Regions from separate parts of the Sus scrofa genome. Here region 2 is linked to region 1. The links are chromatin contacts, called in public HiChIP or PLAC-seq maps. All regions are on one chromosome and are shown on one strand. Each heading gives the region's core, a stretch centred on a gene start, on an enhancer-like site or on the middle of the called end of the contact. The rest is flanking DNA. Distances are from core to core; before and after follow the strand shown. Region 1 overlaps DST (dystonin). Region 2 overlaps DST (dystonin).

Evidence for each region. HiChIP or PLAC-seq counts read pairs in DNA pulled down with a chosen protein or histone mark.
Region 2: an H3K27ac HiChIP or PLAC-seq map of skeletal muscle shows a contact between it and region 1. The contact joins two enhancer-like sites. A contact is called at or near these places in 23 of 47 Hi-C or Micro-C datasets (adipocytes, adipose tissue, alveolar macrophages and 15 more) and 1 of 2 datasets of contacts at active chromatin or transcription factors (skeletal muscle).

The regions. Positions count from the first base shown.
Region 1 is chr7:29,060,303-29,064,985 of Sscrofa11.1, forward strand. The region is part of intron 9 of DST (dystonin); the gene reads left to right. Among named protein-coding and RNA genes, the nearest start is that of DST, 250 kb to the left of the region's middle. Within about 2 kb of position 1,924, at least 5 of the 83 cell types and tissues checked have an H3K27ac peak or open chromatin away from gene starts, as enhancers often do. A contact at or near this core is called in skeletal muscle, where this site is marked.
Region 2 is chr7:29,130,535-29,135,224 of Sscrofa11.1, forward strand. DST (dystonin) reads left to right here. Exons shown (of 101, transcript XM_021098579.1): 32 at 890-1,083; 33 at 2,627-2,789; 34 at 3,499-3,582; 35 at 4,201-4,308. Among named protein-coding and RNA genes, the nearest start is that of COL21A1, 280 kb to the right of the region's middle. Within about 2 kb of position 2,602, at least 1 of the 83 cell types and tissues checked has an H3K27ac peak or open chromatin away from gene starts, as enhancers often do. A contact at or near this core is called in skeletal muscle, where this site is marked.

The DNA.
Region 1 (4,683 bases), core at 674-3,173:
AAATCTGACAGGTGTGGACAGCCAGGGAAGTAGAGTCTCATAGGTGCCAGGATGGGGCAGGCAGCGGAGTCAGGCTGCAGCAGTAAAAAATTGGAGGATGAGACCCAGGGACCGGGAGACTGGGTAACCAGGTGTCAGCTGGCAGGATGACAGGGCAGGACAGGTGAATGTCCACTCAGCTGGGCTGTCGGTGGCTGGGACACTCAGGAACCGGAGTGGAGGCAGCAGGCTCCTGAAGGTCTAGGCATCCTTGTTGCTCGAGGAACCCCTCCTTCGGGGACCTGGGGTGGTGCGGGGTGGGGTTGGGCGTGGAGCCAGACCCCGGACCCTGTTACCAGAACTGGGGAGCTCTGAGAACTGACCAAAAAGCTGACTTCACCTGGAAGTCAGCTTTCCCAGGATCCGGAACTTTCAGTGGGGCTGAAATGCCAAGAGCCCCACGTGGGCTGGTCAGAGGCCTGTTGGGATGAGCTAGTCCATCCAACTGCTGGGGACAAGTTTGAATGTCAGGGAGGGAACCATGAGTGGGACCGAGGGGGCCCCAGGCTCTGGGGGGAGGCAGAGCGTTTGTCTGTGCCGTGGAGGCGTCGGCAGACCACCTGAGCCCTCTGCGCCTGAAGAATGACATTTGAGGAAGTGTAGTCCACGGGCTGTAGTAAAGCAGCTGGAAACGACCCCAGTCTGTGGTAGAGACATAAGCTGAGGGGCGCCCTCTGGGTGGAGTGATAAAGGCCAGGATTCAGGTCGGCATGAAACGTTGAATCCAGCAAAGAGTTCCCTGGTGGCTCAGTGGGTTAAGGATTCAGCATTGTCACTGCTGTGGCATGGGTTCGATCCACAGCTCTGGAACTTCCACATGCTATTTAGTGGAAGTTTAGGCACGACCAAAAAATTAAAAAAATCCAGGGGGGCATTTTGAAGGAAGTAAGAGAGTTGGTGACAGGGTCTGGAGCATGAAGGATGGCGGGGGCGGGGGAAGCAGTTAAAGATGCCTTTGAACTGCTGAGCCTGGGAGGTAAAAACCAGCAGACTCTAGAAGGAGGGGGAGTGGGTGGGGGTGACAGTAAAGCCGAAGTGCTGGCCTGTGGGGCATCCAGGGCTTCTGTCTGCCGAGCAGATGGGGGGTGTGAGCAGGGCTGGCCAGTCCGAGGAGGCACAGAACCTCGGTAGCCCTGGGAGGTTCCAGCGAGCACCTGGTCCTTGAATCTATCAGGAAGAAGGGATCTTCAGAGGATTCAGGGAAGAGCGTGTGTGGAGAATGTCACGGTCTATGCACGTCGGTCGGAAAAGAATTTCCGGATTCATATTGAGGTGAAAAGAAAGAAGAGTTTATTGAGACAAGAGATGCTTGGAGTTCCCGTCGTGGTTCAGTGGTTAACGAATCCAACTAGGAACCATGAGGTTGCGGGTTCGATCCCTGGCCTTGCTCAGTGGGTTAAGGATCCGGCGTTGCCGTGAGCTGTGCTGTAGGTCACAGACGCAGCTCAGATCCCTCGTTGCTGTGGCTCTGGCGTAGGCCAGCACCTACAGCTCCGATTAGACCCTCTCCAGGGAACCTCCCTATGCCGCAGGAGCGGCCCAAGAAATGGCAAAAAGACAAAAAAAAAAGAGAGAGAGATGATGTTAAGTGCAGTGGGATGACTTCCTGATGATCAGGGAGAGCCGACCCGGGCGCGTGGTCGTGTGTTTTTGTAGCCCAGGGAGAGGAGAGGTCTCAGGATACACCTGCTGACCTGCTGACTGGTTGGGGGAAGAGGGGTCTCGCCATACACTTGATGGTTGGTTGGGGGCATCTAAGGCCCCTTTGGGGACGGGGCGAGGAGTGGGCAACATGCCTTTCCTGGTCGGGGGCGGGGAGGAGTAGGGTCAGTTGCTCAACATGGGGGGGGGGGCGCATTCCAGTGAGGCAGTGGGGTGATGATAAGGGCCTGGTCATTCTTGTCTCGGCCAGAGGTTTGAGTTCCATCTCCTGGAAGGGGCCTTGAAGTTCTGCAGAAAAGAGCGGAGGGCAGAGGGCGGAAATCGGGAAGGCCAGGCCCAGGGCAGCAGGAGGAAACAGAGCTTGAGGAGGCCCCGCCTGGCAGCTGCCGTTCCTCCAGCCAGCGTCCCTCTAGTGTCAGTGACCCTTGCCTTACTGTGGGAGACCCTCCCGAGCCTGCACGACACCCCCTCCTCTGCATCCCGTCTTCATCTGTGTGGGGCTAGATTCACCAGCCTGGATTACACTCAGTTTGGTGAACATTCTCCCAAGAGATAGGACAACGTATTTCATTTCCTGCGACAGCAACAAGGAAACGTAGTGTTGGTGAAACCAAGGAAGGAGAACTTCGGGTAGAAGGGGAGGCCGAGCAGGGGGAGCACTGCCAGAACCTGAGAAGATGAAGGCTGAGTTAGCGGTTTCCTCTCCAAAGACCTGGCAGCCTTGGAGAGGGTGCTCGAGAGGGTGCTTGGAACTCCAGGTGGCAGAGCCCAGAGCAGAATGTGAATGTGGTTGGAAGTAGAGGCAGTAGGTTTAAACCCTACGTTGGAGGAAACTTAAAGCAAAAGTTCATTCGAAAAAGAATTATAGGCGTTCCTGTTGTGGCTCAGCGGGTTAAGGACCCAGTGTTGTCTCTGTGAGGGTGAGGGTTCGGTCCCTGGCCTCACTCAGCTCAGTGGGTAAAGGATCCGGTGTTTCCATGAGCTGTGGTGTAGGTCACAGATGCAGCTCGGATTCCACCCAGCCCTGGACGTCCATGTGCTGCAGGTGTGGCCATAAAAAGAAAGAAAAAAAAATTCTGTATTAAGAAAACTCTTTGGAGTTCAGCTATCTCTGGAGGAGAGATGAGGGCCAGCCATAAAAACACCAAAATAGGTTTTCCTAGTTCTTTTTTAAAAAAAATTTACTGAAGTATAGTTGATTTACAATGTGTTAATTTCCGCTGGATGGAAAAACGTTATAGACAAAACTGAATATGACTATATATATATATATACTTCTTCATTGCCTTTTCCATATCACAGAATATTGAATACAGTTCCCTGTACTATACAGCAGGGCCTTGTTTAGCCATACTAGATGTAATCCTGTGCATTGCTAACCCCGAATGCCCAAGAGTTTTGCTTCTGATATGATTCTGTGGCATGTTATGAAATCCAGTGCATTTTAGGACTGAAATGACAAGCGGTTATGACTGTTACCACCAATAGTTAAAAATTAGAACAAGATATACTGAAAATGGAACATTTCGGTGTTTTGGTAAAATAGAAATGCCCCTTTGTATCTAAAGAAATAACTGATCTTCACCCTATGATAATTTAAGATGAGAAGGATTTTGCTGGTCATGCCAAGCGAGATGGCTATTTATAGCAGTGGTCGTCATCCTTGCTGAAAATGACTGGGCCTTTTCCCATCAGACTTTATGCAAATCCGGGAAGTAATTTCAGAAGACCAGTGTGTTTCTTTATTTAAAAGTATTTGTTGGAGTTCCTCTTGTGGCTCAGTGGTAATGAACCCGACTAGTGACCATGAGGATGTGGGTTCGATCCCTGACTTCACTCATTGGGTTAAGGATCTGGTGTTGCTCTGAGTGGGGCGTAGGTCACAGATGTGGCTCAGATCTCACGTTGCTGTGGCTGTGGTGCTGGCCAGCAGCTGCAGCTCTGATTTACCCCCTAGCCTGTGAACTCCCATATGCCGCAGGTGCAGCCCCCCCAACCTCCCCCCCCACCCCATTTGCTCTGAGCATTGCTCATGGTCAGGCTGTCTGAAAGTAAGCATTACCCATACAATAGTCCTGTATTAACTACCATAAGCTAGATCAGAGACACAAAGGTAATGAAATATTTTGGTCTATTGGGAGAATGTTCATAAAATTGACTCTAATGTGGGGTGATGAGTCTATTGCAATAGCAATAAAAATAAGGATTTGGGGAGGGAGAGTTGGGTGAGGTGGGGCAGGCCTTAGAGAAAAGAGGAAATTGTCACTGATATTACAGATAGGCCTTGCAAGGTGAGTGCCAGCCACCTGCACACTGAAGCTGGGCCGTTTCTGGGAGAGAGCGGCCAACAGTGGCCTGGAAATGGGCTGTTGCCAAGTTTGGTGGGGCTCAAAAGAAGCATTACGTCACTGGTTGTGCAGCTAGCCTGTCAGGACAAATACCAGCCGCTTACTGTTAACATTCTCCTAAATAATGTGTCATAGCCAATGAAGATGAAACTGATAGTATTGACGGCCTGAACCTAGCCAAAACCCAGACTGGGACTTGAACCCACGTGCCGGGCCTCGAACCCAGCCTACACCCAGATTGGGACTTGAATCCAAGGTTTTAAATTAGAATCTCTTGGCCTGTGTCTGGACTCACTGAGGTTCAGGTTCTTCATGTCTCTGCGCAAAAGGAATTCAGCAAGAGACAAAGTGATAGGCAAGAAATAGATTGATTAGGATAGGATGCTTGTGAGAGTAGCAAGCTCCGCCCCGAGGATCGGGGTGGGCTACAGTTTTTGTCATTCAAGGGCAGTGGGGGTTGGAAAAGCCCGCCTCTTCCTTTCTGGGAGTAGTAGCTCCTCCTCGGTATCCGGTAAGGTGTGTATTCAAATCAGCTGAAGGGCGGTCCTCAAGCTCCTGCCCTTGGTCTGAATCTGAAAGGAGGCCTCATCCCACCCCCACCCAATGACCTGAGGCAGTTCTCAAGGCTCCACTA
Region 2 (4,690 bases), core at 1,352-3,851, 71 kb after region 1:
TTTTTTTTCATTGAAGTGCAGTTGATTTATAATGTTGTGTTAGTGTCAGGTGTGCAGCACAGTGATTCAGTGATATATATACATATATATATTCTTTTTCAGATTCTTTTCTTTGCAGATTTAGTTTGAAATTTGAATCTTTTTGACAGGTTTTTATAGGCAGTTCATGTTGGCAACAAGAGGAGTTGAAGCTAAAAAGTAAATATTTGTAATAGTTTCCTTAAAGAAGCAGTTACTTTAAGAAATCAAGGAAATAAGTAGGGGAGTTAGTTAATCTAGGAAGAAAAAAGACTGGTAGTTGTGCTTGACTATTTCTGTTATTCTGTTCAGAAAACCCTGAGTAAAGCTGGTGCATAGTAGTTGTGAAAAGTTATCTCAGTGACTTTTAATGCATGTATTCATTTTTAAACAATGAAAAAGACTTATTGAGGTAGCAGACTTGCTTATGGAATTTGTTTTATTTTATTCATATGTAGATTCTCTTAGGCCGAACTTTATTAAATTGTTGATTTTTTAAAAAATCGGATGATCTTTTGTGGGGGTTTTTGGCCATGGTCAAGGCATGTGGAAGTTGCTGGGCTAGGGATCGAACCCTCCCCGTGACAGTGACCCAAGACACAGTAGTGGCAATACTGGATCCTTAACCCACTGAGACACCAGGGAACTCCCAAAGATTATTGATTTTTTTTTTTTTTTAGGTCAAAATACAGTTAAATATTGGCTTTTTATAAGTACAGCCTCGTGTAATATTATGTCTATGAAAGATATTCTTTCCATTGTCTGGTTTTATCTCAGTCATTTGTAAGAATTGTAAAATCAGGTGAATAATGTGTTCGCCCAGGGAGGGGTCGACACCTTTCATTAACTTTCACCAACTGGTGTGTTTCAGCGATGGAGATCAGAGGTTGATGAAAAGAGAGAGGTCTTCCACGCTCTGGAGGATGAGCTGCAGAGAGCCAAGACCATCAGTGATGAGATGTTTAAAACTTACAAGGAGCGTGACCTTGACCTTGACTGGCACAAAGAAAAAGCAGATCAGCTGGTGGAGAGGTGGCAAAATGTTCACATACAGATTGACAATAAGTCAGTGCCTTTTCCATTCGGTTTTAGCTCAGATTTAATCTTTCTCTTGAGTATTCTGGGTAGTCTTGGCGTGTTAGGCATTTATCTGCCTTATGTAATTAATTCTGTAGAGTTAATATCCATATAAAGTTCGTTGTGTTCATTGCAAGGCTCTAATTCCATTTCTTTTTCATAGGATGGACTTTAGCAAGATCTTTAACTTACAAATAAATATTTTTAGTTCCATGTTATGACAACTATTGATCTACTCTGACATGTGTATGGTTAGTCTATTTGCCTTTTTTTGAAGGAAAAAAACAATATAGTTCTCTAATTTTCAACAAGTTGTAATGTCCAAATAACCATGACTTAGTAAGAGGAGCGTGGGTCATGCATTTCCTAGAGCTGGATGTAACATTTACACTAGATAAATAAATAGATAAATAAATAAATAGATAAATAAATAAAGATAAATAAAGAGAGTTCCCTGGTGGCTCAGTGGGTTAAAGATCCGGCGTTGTCACTGCTGTGGTGCCGCAGGTTCCATCCCTGACCTGGGAACTTCCACATGCTGCAGGTATAGCCAGAAAAAAAAAGAGGTGTAAAGAAACGGAAACGCCCTGATGCTCATTTTATTTTATTTTATTTTATTTTATTTTATTTTATTTTATTTTATGTTGTCTTTTTTTGCCCTTTTCTAGGGCCTCCCATGGCATATGGAGGTTCCCAGGCTAGGCGTCTAATCGGAGCTACCGCTGCCGGCCTACACCAGAGCCACAGCAATGCTGGACCTGAGCCTCGTCTTCGACCTACACCACAGCTCATGGCAACACCGGATCCTTAACCCACTGAGAGAGGCCAGGGATCGAACCCGCAACCTCATGGCTCCTAGTCAGATTCATTAACCGCTGAGCCACAACGGGAACTCCCCTGATGCTCATTTTCATCAAAGATATAAGAAAGTTGAAATGATTTCCCAGTGACTGAAATGAAAAAGCAGAGGGAAATAGGTGGTATGGGAGGCTCATCCTAACACAAAAGGAATAGTCTTATTCATTTTTTTACGGGTTTTTTTTCCTTTTTAGGGCTGCACCTGCAGCACATGGAAGTTTCCAGACTAGGGGTCAAATGGGAGCTGTAGCCACCAGCCTACACCACAGCCACAGCAACCCGGGATCCGAGCTGCATCTGTGACCTACACCATAGCTCACGGCAACGCCGGATCCTTAACCCACTGAGAGAAACCCGGTATTGAATGCACATCCTCATGGATTCTAATCGGGTTCTTAACCTGCTCAGCCACAACAGGAACTCCCCAATTTTCCTGCTTTTAGTCTCTTGGGCTCATTCCCAGGATAATCAGTACAACAGCGGGAGTAAACTAGTTTAAAAGCTCAAATGAGGCAGGGGGGGCCCTTGGAGATGGGCCTGGGGTGCTGTGGCTTTAGTTCCTGGACGCACCCCTGTGGTGCTGGCTGCACCCCAGGACAGTTACTTTGTCCCTCCTTCTCCACACCTCCCGCCTCTGCTGGAAGCCGTGACTGTTCCGTGGTTCCTCTCTCAGGTTACGTGACCTGGAAGGCCTGGGCAAGTCGCTGAAGCAGTACAGAGACTCCTATCATCCTCTGGATGACTGGATCCAGCAGGTTGAGACGACTCAGAGAAAGATTCAGGAAAATCAGCCTGAAAATAGCAAAACCCTCGCCACACAGTTGAATCAGCAAAAGGTGCGTCAATAACGATTCCTTGTACTGAGGTTGTGTCTGCATTTGGTCGCTCACGACTTTTATCTTCCTTTCTCATTCAAAGAATAAGTCATCCAATGTAAAAAAAAAGAAAAGAAAAAAGATAAGTCCACTTTTGAGGGAGGGGGATGGGGAGTCCTAAATACTAAGATCTTACTCAGACATGCCTGCATTGCATGGATTTCTTGGATGTCATTTTTGAAGGCGTACGGAATAATATAAAGCAGCGTGCTGGCACAGTGTTCCAAGTCCTAATAATCATTTCATCCCGGCATGGAAATCTCTCTGGCACTTTTCCTGGGATCCTAGATAACTAGAGATTGTTAGTTGTAGAAAACTGAGCAGCCGCATTTGACAGTTAAATGCTTTGGGATTTTTGTTCCATCCTGATGGCCAGTCATTTCTAGCCTCTTTAGATCGGGATTACGTGGGGACCAAGGGTCTCGAGTCTTCTTTTAGATCGTTCCTGTGGAGTTTCGTAATTTCTGCTGTGGAAGCCCCGTGAGGGTGTGTCACTTAGTGGCTTACCGTTGAAAGTTTGTGCTCTAGCCGCAAGCCAGAGGACATCAAGTGCTGCCGGGGGAAAGGGCTGTGTTATTAAGTGGTGTGGGTATTCCTTGGGGCCTGGGATCTTAGTTACCGGACAGTATAGACATCCTTGTCCTCTTTCTCCTCCACTGTGTGTTTATAGATGCTGGTGTCGGAAATAGAAATGAAACAGAGCAAAATGGATGAGTGTCAGAAATTCGCAGAACAGTACTCCGTGGCCGTGAAGGTGAGCGGGCTGGTTCCTTGCGTCCAGGGTAACGTGCAGGGGTGGCTTCGTTCCGTCTCCGCTAAAACTGAGAACCATGTTGGCTTGAGTCTCTTGGACAGTTATCTGTTCATTCTTTGTGGGAACCTGAGTCCCAGGGTGACCCCGGGTTCTTTTATGCCTCCGCCACACATGTGCATAGCACACCCACCCCACGTAGCTCTGGAATCTGACTCTTACCGCCTTGCTGATCCCTCCCCACCTTGCTGGAACTTTCCACGGGAGAACTTCGACCTTAGGACTGTCCTCCCTGTGCTGAGTCGCCCCCCAAGCTCAGCTTCCACCACCTAGATCCTCAGATCTACTTCCTCACCAGAGGAGAGGGAGGCTGGGAATACCAGTGCATTGGCCCTAAGTGTCCCCACGGGATGTGGGACCTTTCCTGGCCACCCTGAATGTTTCTGACTTGTATCACCCCCTGGAAACATCTCGGGATTGGAGCGATTCCTGAAAACGGGGTTCTGCAGTATTTTCTGAAAGTTGGCGAGACCCGGTTAGGTTTCCCTGCGTTAGATCACAGTAGAGGGACCCCCCCAGGCGGAGCTGGGTGAACGTGACCTCACTGGTTCCTTTGCACAGGACTACGAGTTACAGACGATGACCTACCGGGCCATGGTGGACTCGCAGCAGAAGTCTCCGGTGAAACGCAGGAGGGTGCAGAGCTCAGCCGACCTCGTCATCCAGGAGGTGATGCACAGAGGGAGGGTGTAACAGGCAGAAGCCTCGCTTTCACAACCTTGCACTTACACATTTGTCTTGTGGTCACGTGCGCCTAATAGAAAGTTCACCATCCTGGCCATTTGTAAACGTACAGTTCAGCGGCCTTCAGTACATTCATAACGTACTTGACCACGAGCCATTTTCAGAACATTTCATCATCCCCAATAGAAGCGCTCTGCCTATAACAACGCATTTATTAAGGGTTTTAAAAAACCCTTTGAAAATCTTTATTTTTTCTCCTGCAGCGTAGGGACGTTCCCAGGCTAGGGGTTGAATTGGAGGTCGAGCTGCAGGCCTACACCACAGCCACAGCCACACCAGATCTGAGCTGCATCTGTGACCTACACTA